Linked DNA regions of Mus musculus: region 1 is linked to region 2. A link is a contact called in public HiChIP or PLAC-seq data. All regions are on one chromosome and are shown on one strand. The core of a region is the stretch at or near the end of the contact, and the rest is flanking DNA. Distances in the headings are between cores, read along the strand shown. Region 1 overlaps Spon1 (spondin 1, (f-spondin) extracellular matrix protein). Region 2 has its middle 16 kb from the start of Far1.

The links. HiChIP or PLAC-seq counts read pairs in DNA pulled down with a chosen protein or histone mark.
Region 1: an HNF4G HiChIP or PLAC-seq map of pancreatic cancer cells shows a contact between it and region 2. The contact joins two enhancer-like sites. A contact is called at or near these places in 2 of 484 Hi-C or Micro-C datasets (cortical neurons and urothelial organoids) and 1 of 115 datasets of contacts at active chromatin or transcription factors (pancreatic cancer cells).

The regions. Positions count from the first base shown.
Region 1 is chr7:114,013,737-114,017,757 of GRCm38.p6, reverse strand. It overlaps Spon1 (spondin 1, (f-spondin) extracellular matrix protein), which reads right to left. Exons shown (of 16, transcript NM_145584.2): 7 at 967-1,031. Among named protein-coding and RNA genes, the nearest start is that of Gm51454, 21 kb to the left of the region's middle. Within about 2 kb of position 1,282, at least 22 of the 459 cell types and tissues checked have an H3K27ac peak or open chromatin away from gene starts, as enhancers often do. A contact at or near this core is called in pancreatic cancer cells, where this site is marked.
Region 2 is chr7:113,496,022-113,500,339 of GRCm38.p6, reverse strand. No RefSeq gene overlaps it. Among named protein-coding and RNA genes, the nearest start is that of Far1, 16 kb to the left of the region's middle. Within about 2 kb of position 1,754, at least 22 of the 459 cell types and tissues checked have an H3K27ac peak or open chromatin away from gene starts, as enhancers often do. A contact at or near this core is called in pancreatic cancer cells, where this site is marked.

The sequences.
Region 1 (4,021 bases), core at 33-2,532, 520 kb before region 2:
TGCTCGCTTGACTAGCTGGGGGTGGGGGGGGGGGGAGCCAGGTAATGACCGGCTTTCGGAAGAGTGAGGAGACCGCGCAAGGCTTTGTGAGCCACTGCACCTCAGATGTTTTCCCGCACAAAGAGGAGTAGAGTTCCTTGTTTGTTGGTGATTTTTCTTTTTAAATAGTATCTTACTGTATAGCCCCACTTAACCTAGAACTTAGCTACGTAGACCAGGCTGGCTTCAAACTCAAAGAGATCCATCTGTTTCTGGCTCCCAAGTGCTGGGACTTAAGGCACGCACTACCCAACATGCACAGTTAAGAATAGGGTGAAGACAATGTGAGGAGTTCCATTTTGGAAACGAGGAGTTTAAGTTCAATAAGGGCCATCTATGGAAAGGTACTCCTCAAACTGATCTCTCTCTCTCTCTCTCTCTCTCTCTCCTCCCTCTATCCTATCAATCCTATCTATCTATCTATCTATCTATCTGTCTGTCTGTCTGTCTGTCTATCTATATGTCTAATCCATCCATCATCTAGTATCTATAATTGGTCATCTACCCACCCATCTGGGATTATGATAGTTTGAAACTGGCAGCATCCCCTTGGACCATCAAAGTCTTCAGGGCAGATAAACTCTTCAAGGGACATAGCTGACAGAGACAAGAGAGGGTCTGAGAACTGAGACCAGTACAGATGTGGTTTCCCATGAATCAGGATCGCTTAGAGTGAGCTCAAGAGAACATGCCATGGTTAATCAGTTGGGTCTTCTGTGGTGGATGGAGGAACTGGTGAAGCAGAGGCCAAACCTGTAGTCCCAAGAAGACAAGGTTTCCCACATGGGCAATACTTCCTTGGCTTGCTCATCTGAGAGTTATTGCTAACTTTAATGGCACAACCAATATTAAGTGACCATGAGCTAAGTGGCTTCTAGGACAAGGCTAGGATGAGACAGGGAGGACAAGTGTCTGTTTGCTACTTACACATTGACAGGCTGCCAGGCTGGCCACTGGGCTTTGGCTTTGATGACAGTGAGGACTTCATCACTCTGCAAGAGAACCACACATGGTTAATGTAGAGAGCTGGGCTTCTGGCAACAGGAGGAATTTAGCACGGTGACGGTTGTCTGTTCCCTTTTTATTTCTTCATGTGCTGTGAGCCATTTCATGCCAGCTACACTAGGAGGTGGCACTGAGTGTTCCTAGTCTGGCTATGGATAATCCCACTCAGTCACACCTTGGTTCTTTAGTCTAGCCCATCCCCCACGAGATCGAGCTGTGACCCAGAGTTCACCTCTATTGGCTAGACTTCCCTATTTGTTCAGCATAAAGGGCTGAGTCACAAGCTTAGGGTTCAGACACAGAGACCAGGCCAACACTCGTCATCCAACTCTGTAAGGCAGCCAACCCTTCAACCAGAGTACTTGTCACCCTGAGCCACTCTCCTGCTGTAGAGACCCTTTCCCCCCAGACAAGGAGGTCAGAACAAAGCCCTCCGACCTAGTCCCTTTGTGGCTTCTGCTCTATTTTGATTAGACAGTGTATAGACCATCATTAAGTTATGGGGCACCTCAAATAACTTCTGAGAAAGAATTTGAGAATGAATATTTTGAAGGCAAACATTATGTGGTCATCATGAGACAAAGATCGGAATCCTACGGATCTTGCTTGACTTGACACTGAGATTCAGTTGGATTTTTACTCTTGGTTACACTTCCAGTGAAGGGTGTCAGGAGCAGTTTGCATAGCTCAGATTCATCCTTAATGGAGATCTCCTCTGACTGGAGTTGGCTGGCTCCAGTAGCTGCCTACCCCTGGCTTGGGCCCAGTAGCTCAGACACTATCAACCATAACACATAGGGAAAATACAATGTCACCAACTGAGGCGGGGAAGAGCTGGGCTGATAACTGTACAGAGCTCCAGGTTGGGATGGGGGTGGGGATGGGGGTGGGGATGGGGGCAGAGCCTTGCTTGGCTGCCCCATAGCTACTCCCCAGACCTCAGAGCCATACTCAGCAGTAGGTGCCTAGAATTTATTGGTGAACATCTCCCTGGGACTCCAAGAGCAGTCACTATGAAAGCTGAAAGTATGGAACCAGAGGAGTCCCCCAGACAAACATTATAAAAACCTTCCTCTATCTGAGGACCTTGACTACAAACGGGGAAGGGTCATGCATAGGCCTCTGAGAGGAAGTGGGGCTTTATCTAGAGCCAACTCAGTCTGGACCTCTGGTGGCTTGGGTTGGGTGAGCAGAAGGGCAGGAGGTGGGACAAAGACTGAGTTCACAGCCTCTTTCTGCTTTCCTTAGGCTGCGTGTGTGGAGGAAGGAATCACTGGGACTGTAGACAACCACACACTCAGGAGTGAAGACAACCACATGCACACACAGGTCTTCAGGAAAAGCATGTCCTGGCCTCCTGAGTGGTTCCATTTATCCTAGAGGATTTGTGTGTTTGTTTACAATGTGTCTTTTGGGGAGGGGCTAACAGGCGCTGTCCACCACAGAGTCAAGACACAAGACGGGCCGGCTCTGCATCTCCTACGATGTCCTCATGGGGCCCTCCTCGGCCTCTGGATCCACTCCAGAGGGCCCATCTGTACCCAAGTCACACACACTAGATACCTGAGCATCTGAGGAACATTGCCAGCTCCCTCTATCTCTTGCCACTCGTCCCAGACAGGACCCAATACCCTCTGCATTCATATCCACAAATCTGGCCGAGCTATTCCCCACCCTGAGCCATCAGCAGCTCTCCATGGACATGTCTTCTTTACCGTGCTTGGACCACATGGATCCCCCACCCCCGCACTCCCCCCTAATCCCCAATAGCATGCACTTATTGTGGAACATTTTCGGCATCTCGGGAGCATACGATGTAAATGTTGAGTGCATCCTGCTTCAGCATCTACCCTGCCTTTGTCTCCTTCTCCTCCCCCAGAACGTCACAGCTTCATATGCATCTTTCCAGGCCTCGTATTATGCATATGCAACAATGGGCGTGCTTGTGTGGACTATATATACCTTCCCTCACAAAGCCCTCATTGTACGGAATCTTACCTTGCACCCTGCCTTTTACCCTTTTCTTTAACATTGCATCATGAGAGATTTTCTTTCAGAACATTCTATAGCCTCCATAGAATATATACCAGACAGCCTAGCTCGAACTTAAAATTTTCAAGTGCTGAAAATCTTCAAATCATGGTGAGAATGAGCCAGTTCACAACATCGACATAAGCCCAAGAGGCTAGATCTGAGTAACAAGATGCTGTCTCCTGAGAAATACCTCACTAAAGAAATTAAATCAATGTGGGTGGAGTTGAGGTAGCTATGGAGCCAGCTGGCCCTACAGATTCACCTTGCTTTACAATTAAATCATGATTTTTTGGGTCCTAGCTAATGACATATTGATTTTGCTTCTGCTGTATATTACCCAGCGACAGTAGTCCAGACTCTCCATTACTGCTTTATTTATCTACATCATTTTCGGTGTACAGATGTTCTTAGGATGCTGGGTCCATGTGTGTGGGCAGGACAGCTCCTTGCTGTAAATGCTTTCATCTGGAGCTTATGCTGTGAGGTTTATCTACAGCTTCCAGTCGGTCCCTTTTTGTAATAATTCATGTTATTTACTGAAATAAGAAGGAGGTATTTGGGGACATTCGTTTTACATATGAAATCCACACCTTTATATATATAAAAAATACATACCTGAGAATGCAACCCCTTACCCTTACAAGGCTGGGGCAGGAGGACATTGAGTTAGAGGCTAGCCTAGGCTATGTGAGGAGATTCTATCACCATCTATCCAACTAAACCCACAAACAAGCAAGCAAACATGCCCCTGCCAAGCTTACAAACCAACCCCTAAATATTTTTTGCTGAGCACCAAGTTTTTATGATATGAACTGAATCCTACAGCAATGAGATAGCCTGACTTATTCATAACCATATCCAAATAGCTGGAGACCCATGGGCACTCGGAAAATGATGCATTCCTTTCCCTTTTTTTATTATTTACTTAATTTTTCTTTTTGAA
Region 2 (4,318 bases), core at 505-3,004:
GTACTTGTATATTAGAACTAAATGGGGTCTCAGTGACAGTGTTTTGACTTTATTTGATTCAACCACTGACTAGGGATCAGGGGAAAAAGCAGTTAAATACATACTAATTATTGCAGTTAAATGCATACCTAATTATTGCAGTTAAATCATGCCTAATTATTGGTCAATTGGTAAAAGGAATCAAACCTCTGTACTATGAGGTGGGTTAGGGTTTCTCATCTAACAGTTAAAGTGAAGACCTGACTGCTGAGGGGAGAAGTCTCCAGTATAGACAAGTAACACAAAGGTTCAGGAAGGGTGACGAAACAGGAACTCTTTCATAAACTGCTTTCACCGTAGCATATTGCTCTTTGCAAAGGCACTAATTGCACTCTGCAGAGCAACATGGCAGTCTGCTGCAAAACTGAAGGTGTGCATCGACAGACTCAGCCACTGATCTTCTGTATCTCCAGACTCGCTACGTAAAGATTCTATCCCTACAGGTCATGCACGGGAAGAAAGCTGTGAGAGTTTCTGAGCTCTCAATTTTTATTTAAAAAAATGTTTTATCATTAAGTAGAAATCAAATTGAGCTTTAAGTGACACCAGTTATACAAAACACCTAAAAAGTTAACTTTTAAAAGGGTACCCTAGGTTATAGCTCAGTGGTATAGCACTAGCTCAGCATATGTGAAGCCCTGAGTTTTGTTCCCCACTATCACACATAAAAGTTATTTAAGAGAGAAAGGGCTTATTTTAGATCATGGCTGTGGAAGTTGCAGTTCATGATTACTTTGGTGGTGAGGCCAAAGGTTTGAATAGATGGCAGAGGAGGCCTTGTGTCATCACAATGACAGAAAAGCAAAAGGCATGCAGATCCATGGTCCCAGTGTCCCCTTTCAAGGTCATGTCCCCAGTGACCATCTTTCTACTAAGCCTCAGCTCCTATAAAGTGTCCCACCTCCCAGAATCACTACAGGCTGGAAATCAAGACGTGTGTAAGTGAAAGGACAACTTTTAGGAGTTGGATCTATTCTACTGTGGGTTCCAAAGGTCAAGTTAAGGTTGTCAGGATTTCACAGGCATATAATTTTATAATATTCTGCTTGCCCTGGATCAAGTCTTTTAACACATAGACCTTTGACAGGTGTTCAATACTCAAAATATAGGAATGACAGGGCTGTAGTTCAGTCATAGGATGTTTGCCTAGCAAACAGAAGTCCCAGTGCAACGGTGGGAGGTGTCCATAGAGAAGAGAGAGGAGAGAGTTAAATCATAGCACTGGCAGTGCCATTCGATATATATCTCAAATAAATTCTGCCAACTCCAAAATTTAAATATTCAGGATTATCTTCTCCTTGAACTTTGCCTAAATATCTTCACTCTGGAATATATTGAAGAGGTAGCATGAATAAGTAGTGTGTGAATAATTTACAAATAAAACACGGATCAAATCCAGGCGTGGTATCTCATGCCTTCAATCCCAGCACTCGGGGAGGCAGAGGCAGGCAGATCTTTGTGAATTTAAGGCCATCCTAGTCTATACAGTAAGACTTTGCCTAAGAAAACAAAAACCAAAAAGATACATCAAGTACATACCTATTTTAGTACCATCAAGATAAATGACAGAATTATAGCTTGTGGGGTTAAAACGTGCCTTTCTTTAATGCCATTCTCTTGCAAATAGAATTTTGTTCCTTCACTAATGATGACAGTGTGACTCACCCAGAGTCAAGCCACTAGAACTAGTACAAGAGAGAACAGGATGGGTGTGGAGTGGTGGAGTGTGGCCAGAGGCAGAACCACAAGGCGTGAAGTGGGTGAGACAAAGAACATTGATGCTCTTGCAGAAGAGAAAGGGCTGCAGAAAAAGGGCGATAACCTGAAATTGCTGGCTTTGGGTCAGAAATCTTGGAGTGAGTTTTCCTCCCTCACCTTTCTTTTCATATTATCTCAACTAAAAGAAAGGGTGCATCATGGGTACATCCCCAAGCCTCACTACCAGGCAAATGAAAAATGCCTGTAGTCTAGTTTCCACCCTCTTCTTCTCTTCCCTTCCTTCCATCCTTTCATTCATTCTGTCTTTCTCTTTCTCTTTTATTACTGTTATAATTCGGGGTGGAGGGACAACCTTCCATGTGTCATAGTCTGACCTCAAACTCACTATGTAGGTGTGGATGACTGTGAACGCTTGACTTTTCTGTCTTTCCATAATTTCTCCCAAGTACTAGGATTACAGGTATACAATATGATGCCACGTTTCCGGGGTTGTTGAGGATACAACTAGGGTCTCAAGCAAGATGGAAAAGCACTGTGCCAACTGAACTACATCCCTAGCTTTAGCCATCCTTTTGGACCATAGTGGTAACGCAGAAGTTAGGAGGCATGAAGTGGGTTAGGTGAAGAGCACTGTGGAATAATACTGCAACATCTACAGTATGGTCCTTTGCTTTCCCATTGGGCTTTCTTTATTCGTTTCAATTTTTTTTCTTGAATGTGTTTGAATGTTTACCTACATGTATTTACAGACACACATACACCATGGGCAAGCCTTGTGTTTGCAGAAGCCAGACAACGGATCAGATGACCTGGAATAAGAATTATAGACGCGTGGGGGCTGCTATGGAGATATTGGGAAACACACCCAACTCTTCTGCAAGAGCATAAATGTTCTTAATGGCTGCATCATATCTCCAGCCCCTCTGGCTTAGTTTCTCCCTCACCTTTCCTATCTTGAGCAAACCCAGAAAAGGACCAAAATGGTTAGGGAAACTGAGCTAAGGCCCTGGCAGAGACAACAGCTTCCAGAGAGCATTTTGAGGAGGGGTTAAGTGGTCATGTACAATGTAAAAGGAAGGAATTCTCCACTCTCTACCCAATCCCAGAAGAGAAATAGAAAAAAATCAGATATTTATTAGTGTACGCTTGTCTTTACTAATAAACATCCTGTTACTTTGACAGTCAATCTCTTTAAAATGAAAGTTGCTATAGTTACTATATATAGTTACTATAGTAACCACCAAAAGGCTTTGAAGGAGACAGAGTATGCATTTATCAGCCTTAACTCTTATTCTGGCTATATACTATAGCTGTCAGCAGAGGACTTGTACTTTTGTGTGGTAAACTTCCCAGTGACAGTTAGTTACTGAAAGAAATTGATTACCAGTTTAGAGTCATGTTGGCCAAAGGAACTTGAAGCTCAGCAGAAAGTTAAAATAAAAATAAAGTTAGATATCAGAAGGATCCAAGAATTGAAATACAAACACAATACATACTTCTTGTTTCGCCCATGAAAAGTAGCAATTCGGGTTCTACCAGGCTTTAAGCTACCAACTGATAAGGGAAAGGTCAGGAAAACAAACGGAGCTTGAAGAACAATTAGTCATATAGGATGGAGACTTCTGTTAATGTGTTAAAGGACTGGTCAGGCTGAGATTCTGGAGTCAGCGTTGTGCCTTTATATATTTATGATTTTGAGAATATGCCACGATTTTTACTTAATGAAAACATCAAAGGGGTGTCTTTCAAAATGGTGAAAATAGATAAATTTATTTTTTAAAAAAGTAATAGTGGTACCAAATATCATAAGTCAGCTTTGTTGTCTCCAGCAGGCATGGTGTGGCTGGAGGCCCTTGTGGAAGAGCTGGTGGCCTAGAAGACCAATGGACTAAAGCAACAGTGGGGAGGGAAAGGGTGACAGAATGGGGCTAGGAGACACAGATCTCATTTTGAGCCTTGGCCTAGAGGGTTGACTTTGGGCACTAGGATAATCCAGTTCTTAGTGAAAAATGCACTATCTCAAAACTTGAGGTTGCTGCGACTGGCCCAATGCCAGCTGATTTGATTTACAGTTAGAGAATATTTCTTCGAAGAAAGAGGATGCTCAGGGGCCCCCTTCAAGGACCTCCAAATACCAAAACCATACTTTAAAAGTTGAATTCCAAAGGTTGCTGGGTAAGCCGGGAATTACTTCTGAGGGGTGGGGGGAAATTAGACTCCAGGTATTTTCCAGTTACTGATAGTGAGGCTCAGGGAGGTACCCATGACCCATAGAAAAATATTTCCTTACACAACCCTGGCCAAAATTGCTTTTCTGAACATGCTTAAAATGTTTAAATTATTTTTAGAATAAGTTTAGATCAACTGTAAAGTTGCAAATGTAGTAAGTTGCTCTATACTTTTTACCCAATAGCCTATGAATTTACACCCCACACAATCAACATTGTGACAACTGACGGTCGTTGTAAAAACAAAGAAATTAGGGATAGGAAAGTAACTCAGCTGAGGACTTAGATTTGATCCCAGGAACCCACATAAAAAGTGCCAGATGTCACATGTT